3 separate regions of the Zea mays genome follow, and regions 2 and 3 are each linked to region 1. A link is a contact called in public Hi-C data. All regions are on one chromosome and are shown on one strand. Each heading gives the region's core, a stretch centred on a gene start, on an enhancer-like site or on the middle of the called end of the contact. The rest is flanking DNA. Distances are from core to core; before and after follow the strand shown. Region 1 holds the start of LOC100502245 (Polyadenylate-binding protein-interacting protein 3). Region 2 holds the start of LOC103627164 (F-box protein At5g50450). Region 3 holds the start of LOC100381672.

Region 1 (2,700 bases), core at 101-2,600:
GGTCTGATCTTGAACTTGTCAAATATAGGACAAATACAAGTTAAACCCGGCTAAAAACGAGTTCCATCTCGGTTTCCGTTCCGTTCCGATTTTTCTCGCAAATATGAAAACAAACGGGTTAAATATAGAAAACGATATGCCGAAACGAGATTTTACCCGTCCATTTTCAACCCTAAATACCATTAAACCCTTAACCATACCGAATCACATATGCTTATTCCTTTTCATATGGGATAAGCAAAATAGACTTGACTGTCTTTTATTAGCTTTGGTTAACAAGTTTGATTTATAGAGTGTTTGATTTCTTTAGCCACTCTTCTAAACTTTAGTTCCTAGAAATTTTATTTAGAAGACCTATTTTTATTTATCCTGTTTGATATTTCATGGACTAAAGTGACTAAAGTTTAGGAAGTGGAAACCAAACACACCCTTATTATGTCCGTATTAAGATGCAACTTGTGGAGACAAGTATGTAGTCAATCTTCATTATTGTCTTTCTCCTATAGGTACGTATGCAAATATATGGGATTCTCAAAGCGTCGAATCAAACATCAGTTACAAGTTACTATCGAGTTTCTATTTCAGCAAATTCCTTACCACCAAACATGGCAATTGTTTCTGATTGAGCACAAATCAGCTCATCCAAATCAAAATCTACAAGCCAAAGGGATTCTAAAATCATCTAAGTGATACTTAGGGTGTGTTTGGCATGGCTCTGCTCCACCCCAGAGCAGCTCTACTCTAAAACTCTGGGTGGAGCAGCTCTGCTCCATAGTTTAGATTGTTTCTCATAACTAGTGGCAATGGCGGGTAAATAACTCAAAACTCCATGACTAGGTTGCTTTTTTGGAGTTTTCAGAGCAGCAAAAGAGGTACTCCAAAAAATTGTACTACAGCTCCAAAAACTCCATAGAGTTTACAACTCTGGAGTTAGGGTGTTTGGCATGCTCTGGCCAGCTCCTCCTTGGAGTTTTGCTCTGGAGCCATGCCAAACAGGCCCTTATATATATATATATATATATATTTGTCTTAAAATAAGTGTCACAACAAGTTTTGTGTTGATTAAACTTTTTTTAAAGATCGACCAGGTTTACATAAAATATTAATAACATTTATCTCTCTAAAGAAATTTAAGAACATATTTAATTTATATATATTTTGTTAAATATAAAACATTTAATCCATAAACAAACAAGAACTGTATTTATTTTAAAATGGAGATGTTGGAGAAACGGAAATGGAGGACGTTTACAGAAAAGGAAGAAAAGGGAGGGGGGGACAAGAAATAGCGTCCACAGCCCACGGTCACGGTGGCACCAACCCACCAAGGCCAAGCCCGTGGCGTGGTCACTGGTCGGCTACCGCTTTGCAGCTGGCGCGCGGCTTTCACGAGCAGCTCCAGCGCAGGCTCAGCCCGCCCACGCGGCGTACCCGCGGACCGGCCCGCCCGCCGAAGCCCGAACCCGGCAAGGAAAAACTAACACCTCACGCCGTCGCATCTCACGGCCTGTCCCGATTCATTCGGATTTCCTTCCGCCTTCCGACAGCGGCTGTCTCGGCGACCCAACCCCAGCCTGACCCCACCTCCCGCCGCCGCCGCCGCCGCCGCCGCCGCGCCTTCGTCGTCAGGAGCAGGGTCCCGGTGGCTGCGTCTCTCTCCCCTGCCCCCCTGCTCCACACTCGGTTCACGCGTCGGCTCGCTACCGCAGGCCCTCGACTCGTACGCCCGTCCCCGGCGGCGATCCGGCCGGCACCGTAACCCTAGGACTCCGACGGAGCAGGTAGCTTACCGTCCTTCGTGTGGGGCCTCTCTTCCCTCCTCTCTGCTCCTTCTGTTGGATCAGGATTCGAGACGGGCGGTGCGTGTATCCGCGCTCGGTCGCCTGCTCGAGATCGTAGACCGAGGTGCGATGGATTAGATCTCTGAGATTGGAGGTGCGTGGGCTGATGGAAAGCTGGGGTGGAGCCGTTGCTCTGCGTGGATTTTGTTTTCTAGCTGCTGCCGGGATCACAGTGACGAGATCCTGCCATTTCATGTGCTTATTGTATCATGCCTCGAATCTTTGCATATGTCAGGCGCTTATAGCAACTCATTCTTATTTTAATGTGGTTTTCCATATTTTGTTTGTAGTTTTCCATCCTTTGTTTTGGCTAAGTAGTTTAACTATCCAACTAGCGGCTACCATGACGAGGGCAGCTCTACCTGTGCCAAATTTCAAGTGATATAATGATTTTGCATCTTGCTAATCCTACTCTATCATACTAGCAATCAGGCTATTGGAATCAGTATCTGGTTGCTTGTGTTTAACGTGCTGACATGATGTTGCATCTGGTAAATCCAATAAGATGACATGAATGGTCTTAGTCTTATGAAATCTTATGTAGTCTCATACGATCCAGTTGTTTTCAACATCTTACACAATCACATTCCATGATTACTCCCTGTGAATGGATCAGTTTATGTACTAACATAATGATTTGGAGTACATGAAAGGAGCTCCTGCAAATGTGTCTGCTCATATGTTACCATCCATATATTTTCTTTCACACAGCACGTGGAAAGATACTTCAAGTTTGCTGTAGTTCACTTCGGAGCGAACATTAATATTGTATATAGTCAATGCCCGTCGCACACACACTCATATTTAACACCCATAAAAATAAATTTAATATCAAAGTGAACATATGGTCCACATCAGA
Region 2 (2,818 bases), core at 85-2,584, 410 kb before region 1:
TACAAATATGAACATTTTCTTTATTTGGCATTAATCTTTGTTTTGCAATGTTTATCATAAATCTAACATAACATGATCCATATTGTATACTTTTGGGAATACTATTCTTACTATCAATTTATATGTCAGCGATGTTAACCTAACCTACAAATGAAGTTCTGCAAAGTTGCTACACTGTTTGTGCACAAGCTATTATATATTAGATGTATAATAGAAACTACTATCATCCCCACCACATAAATTATTAGTACAAGAGGCGTTATCTATAAGCACAAGTTGCTCGCGGTCATACAACATATTTTGCTACACTACCTTGGTTTATATAATATCAAGAACTAATAAGGAATATTGTATCAATACAGTTTTGTATTGGGGTATTTTTAATTGTTCTCATGGCGAACCTGTATTTTTCAAATTATATTTTTAATATTCTTTTATGTTGATAGCATTTTCTCTATGAGATTTTGTTGTAATTCCTCTGATAATTTCTTAACGATCACTCAATCTATGTTTGGATGGTTCTTGTTGCACAATTGAATTGTTGCTATGGCAAAACACTATATAATTTTGTTGTCATTCTTTTTTCGAAAGCATGCAAAGAAGTTTGTGCATCTTTGGATGAAGATCGAGAAAATGTTGAAGTTGCAAGGACACACTACTATGGGCAGGGTGTTGTTTTACAATTCGGGTTGCTCCCCTAGCAAATTAAAGATGGGGCTTAGGCGATTACTCACGAATAAGCTGTCTAACTTAGAGTCTCCGACGTCAATACAGCGGTCCGCCTCTTGCTTGATCAAGGAAAGGATTTGCTAGACAGGTGTTGTTGCTACTCAAATTTGTTTTTAGGTGTTTCCATCTATGATGGCAGGTTTAAAATGTCCCCATGTGACTATATATTACATGTTGTTCTTGTCAAATACCGTACCACACAATCTAGCTACATGTTCTTTTCTAATATGCTCTTGTGGCATGTTTGAATTGTTTCCAGTAAAAGTACATCTATCATTCTTGTGGTATGTTTTAACATTTCGCATCGTAATTTGTTTTAACATATAATGAAGTGACTATATATATGTTTTAACATTATTTCTCATCTTTCTAATGAACTATTAAATCGCATATATGTTTAAAATTCAGTGTCTTAGTGGTGGCCAAAGTTAACGCAAGAGCGCCCACGTACGAACAAGCTTAGGAAGGCCGTGGGCCTGTTGGGGGGCATGCAAAACGTTCGATTCGAAGCAGCAGGCGAACGGCTGTCCCGGACGGAGGACATGCCGTCGATCCTAACTAACGGCGCGCGACCCCGGGGGGCAGCAGGGGTTTTGGGTAAACTGGCCGCGCGCCGCATCTGCGTGCCCACCCCGCCTCCTCCCCTCGCTATAAATAGCACCGCCATGGCCAGCCTCCGCTTAACTATCTCCATCTTCTCTCTTCACTCCGAGGATCGGAGTGAAAGGAGCACTAGCTACTGGCAGTATGGTGAGTCTGTGTCTGCAGGCGAAGAGGCCTCGGGTGGGGGCGGCGCCACGGGTTGTGGCGAACCAGATGGGGGCGTTCGAGGTGCTGCCCCAGGAGCTGATCCTCTCCGTGCTCACCGCCCTGTCGTCGGCCGCGGACAAGCCCGCCGACCTCTTCAACGTCATGCTTGTGTACGTGCACGCGCCGGCCGGACCCCATGCATCCTAGCCTAGCTAGCTACATGTTTTTTTTTTTGGTTTGCTCTCTGATTCTGCTGGAAGAAGGCACAGCATGACATGGACGAGCCCATGCATGCTTGGAGTAATTAATTGTTGATTATTACTAGCTCCGCTTCGAACCATGGCATGCAGGTGCCAGGAGTTCTGCAGGCTGGTGACTAACCCGCAGGTGATCCGGGCGGCGTCGGCGGCGTGCGTGTCCGTGCTCCCGCGCAGGTGGTGCGCAGCCGCCGACCGTTTCCTCCGCTTCTGCGGCGACAACGGCAACGCGGACGCCAACTTTTTCCTCGGCATGGTGCGTCGTCCCGGCCCGTGTGTCTCATTCCCGTCTCCCGAGTACTATAAGTGGTCCTGCGTGCTTGTCTTTAGTAGTCTACTACGCGGACAACGAACGCACATCACATAAACTGAAGTGAATACATACTGATCGATTGATGGATGCATCCATGTCCATCGATCGGGGATCTTTCGGCTTCTCTCTGTCTGCACGCACCCGATCGACACACACAGATCCAGTTCTACTGCTTGGGGCTCCAGACCCATGGGTGGTCCCGCATGCTGATGGCGGTGCGGTCGGGCCACGCGCACGCCGCCTTCGCCGCGGCCGTCGTCTACTACAACGGCAGCTGCATCGACCACAACCAGAGGCAGCCGCTGGCGGCCGCGAACCTGTTCGCGCTGGCGGCGTGCCGCGGCCACATGGGCGCGCTGCGCGACCTGGCCTTCTGCGTCAGCAACGGGCTGGGCGTGCGGCAGGACGCCGAGGCCGGCCGCCGCCTCACCTTCACGGCCAACCTGCGGGAGTTCCGCGCCACGTACCCGACCGCGGCGGAGCAGGCGGTGGCGTACGCCCACGTGGTCGGCAACCCCGGGTGCCTCACCAGCGAGCTCGGCTGCTTCACCACCGTGCCGGCCAGCCTGCGGGGGTGGGCGCACCCGGCCAACCGGTTCCTGTGCGACTGGTTCTCGGCGAACCCGCTGCCGTTCCCGCCGCGGCGCCTGCTGCTCATGTGCTCCATGCCCACCTGCGGCCGCCCGGAGACGCGGGGCCTCGAGTACCGCCGCTGCCCCGTCTGCGGCATCGCGCGCTACTGCTCCCGCTCCTGCCAGTCGCTGCACTG
Region 3 (2,700 bases), core at 63-2,562, 500 kb before region 1:
CACCTATATCTGCTTGGAGAAGGAGGGCCCCGCGGCGGAGGCAGAGGACGGCGAGCTCTTGATGCGGAAGATCATGTACGTCAGCGGGAGTACCACGCCGCTCATCATGATCGCTGCCCCCACCAGGTACCTCACCGGCGAAGGCGCCCCCACCTCCAAACATCGATACTCGACGGCAAGCGGGGGAGGAAGGCAGGCGCGGCTAGGGTTGGCAGCGTGGTGTCGTCAGCGACGCTCGTGTACGGCTCACGACCCTGAGGGTCCAAGGTGACGCTCTCTGGCCACCGCATCTCGCCGCAGAACCGCCAGTTCGCGCATCGTCGTCCTCCTTCTCCTCACAGCCCGGGGTTGAAGCAGACGGCTGGGGGCGCGACGGTCGCAGATCCGAAGACGGGGTGTGGGGAAGAAGGCGCGGCGGTCACGAACCTGCGGGGGGAGGGGATGGGGGCGGACCTGAGCGGGGGTGGGGTGCGTGGGGGTCACGGAGGCGGGGGCGGGGGCATGGTCTACATTAGACTCTTAATAAGTAGTATAGAAACCATATGGACCCTTCATCTTCCTTCACACGCACCTATGTGGTCACCTAAAATAATGCTTGACACTGTAGACTATACTTTTTATAGAGTGAAGTTTGAATATGAGTATGGAGATGACTAAGTGCCACTTTGGAAGCACCCAATTTTTAAGAAACTGGTTTTATGAAACTGAGGTGGTTCCAAACATACTAGTTTATGTCCCAGTTTATAGAAACTGGATTCTCAGTTTCTTAAATACCAAGAAGCTAGCCCCTCTAGCTAAAGCCAATATATAAAAATTGAGTGGTTCCAAACACCATTAATCAATTTTTATTTCCTAAACCAGTTTCTAGAAACAAGAGATAGAATCTGGATTCTTAAAATCTAGGGGCTTGTTTGAGAACTTTATTTCTCAAAACCACAGTTTAAAGTACTACTGTTTAATATATGCTACGAGCCTATGATATAACTATGATATATTTTATACCAGTTCAATCTAACACCTGTTTGGAGACATATTATTTTAATTATAATGTAGGAAAAAGAGAATATTGTAGCTGTGTGCAGCATAAAACTTTGATATAAACTAATTATTTATCCTAAACATCTTTGACCTAAATTACTATGGTACGCTCAAAATACTACGGTATTATTTTAGAATTAAGAAAATACAGTGCTCCAAAACATGCCACAAGTTGCTTCCGAACAGTGACAAAAGGCCGAAACAAACAGCCCATCTCTCTCCTCATATAAAATTCGAAGCATCCTGCCGTGCGTCCCCGAAGTTCCGAGTCCCCATTCGGTCCCCCCCCTCTGCTCTCTCGAAGCCTCCAGGCTCCAGAACCCCCACCCCCTCTCCTCTCGCGCCGCGAGGGGTTGATCCGTCCGGCGATCTGGGCCCTCCGGCCGGCGCCCGCGCCTGGGAGGCTTTTCCTTACCCGCCGCACGGGCGGAGATGCTCTCGCTCCAACAGCAGCACGGCGGCGCTGTCGCCGCCGGCGGCGATGCGCGCCACCACGCACCGCAGCCGTCGGTGCTCGGTGGAGGCGCGGACTGGCTAGTGTTCGGGGGCCGCGCCGACCTGGAGGAGCCCGCGAGGAATGCCCCGTCGCCCGCCTTGTTCCTTCTTCCGCCCGCGGGGCTCGATGACAGGGCGGCCCAGCCCGAGCCCAATCCCAAGCCCGCACAGCTCGCAGGAGGTGACTCTAGCTGCAACCGATTTTTTTGTCGCCTTTTCTCTTCGGAGATTGTGGCCGTCCGTGTTTAGGGGAAGTCGAGTTTGTGTTCTAAGATCTATCGGTATTCGGTTTTCCCCAATCTCTACTGGTACCGGTAGATTTGGAAACGTCCTTTTTCCCATGAAAATCATGAAAATAAGAATACTAGTACTATGTTGGTGTCACTGCAGAGATTCGATGGTGTTGCTATCGTCTTTTACTTTAAGTACCTATTATATATATATACATATATATATATATATATATATATATATATATATATATATACATATATATATATACATATGCATATTTATTTATTTATTTATTTATTTATTTATTCGATTGTGTTGATTTGGATTAGAAATTGCAACTTGTAGGCGATCGTGCCGACTGTTTCGACTTTGGACTGGGAGAAGTGGGCACAAAAGGTTCATAGGAGAATATTATAAGCTATCTTTATTTCTAGTGGTCTATATTCTGTATGGGGTTCACACGCCTTTTACTCCAGTCCATCTTTAGAAAATTGCAATTTTGGAGGTGGCTTGTATTAGCAGCATAACTTTCTGGAAACTTCATGTTATATCCTTCAGTTCCAGAAACATTCTTCTATCAACTGTATCGGCTGCTTGTTTAAATCTGGTAAACTGCAATCAAGAGTTTTAGATTAATATGAGGGTGATCAAATGTTGATGCTGTTATGCCATTCGGAGTTGTCAACAGGACTAGTATATTCATCCCAGGGCTTAGTGAGGATATTGATGGTAGTCACAACTTGGTGGCGATCTCTGACCAATTATTTGCTGTTATGCTAAACTTTGAAAAAACATTGTATTTGTGGAGACATGCACATCCACACATTTGTGGCATTAACAATTAGTTTAGATTTATTTATAGATCTGTTAGGGTTTGCATATTTGCAAGAAGTTAATAAGTATCATCTGTTCCTAGCATGAGTTGAATGGTTG

Evidence for each region. Hi-C and Micro-C count contacts between places; a contact is called where the count stands out from the background.
Region 2: a contact with region 1 is called in a Hi-C map of leaf mesophyll, with 4 times the contacts expected there. The contact joins the promoter of LOC103627164 here to the promoter of LOC100502245 in region 1. A contact is called at or near these places in 5 of 25 Hi-C or Micro-C datasets (bundle sheath, ear, endosperm and 2 more).
Region 3: a Hi-C map of leaf shows a contact between it and region 1, with 7 times the contacts expected there. The contact joins the promoter of LOC100381672 here to the promoter of LOC100502245 in region 1. A contact is called at or near these places in 3 of 25 Hi-C or Micro-C datasets (ear and leaf).

The regions. Positions count from the first base shown.
Region 1 is chr5:164,188,548-164,191,247 of Zm-B73-REFERENCE-NAM-5.0, reverse strand. It overlaps LOC100502245 (Polyadenylate-binding protein-interacting protein 3), which reads left to right and starts at 1,350. Exons shown (of 15, transcript XM_008646000.4): 1 at 1,350-1,781. It overlaps LOC111589480 (U2 spliceosomal RNA), which reads right to left; the gene lies at 2,558-2,700.
Region 2 is chr5:164,600,607-164,603,424 of Zm-B73-REFERENCE-NAM-5.0, reverse strand. It overlaps LOC103627164 (F-box protein At5g50450), which reads left to right and starts at 1,334. Exons shown (of 3, transcript XM_008647468.4): 1 at 1,334-1,649; 2 at 1,830-1,992; 3 at 2,208-2,818. The coding sequence starts at 1,477.
Region 3 is chr5:164,688,621-164,691,320 of Zm-B73-REFERENCE-NAM-5.0, reverse strand. LOC100381672 reads left to right here and starts at 1,312. Exons shown (of 28, transcript NM_001174485.1): 1 at 1,312-1,714. The coding sequence starts at 1,471.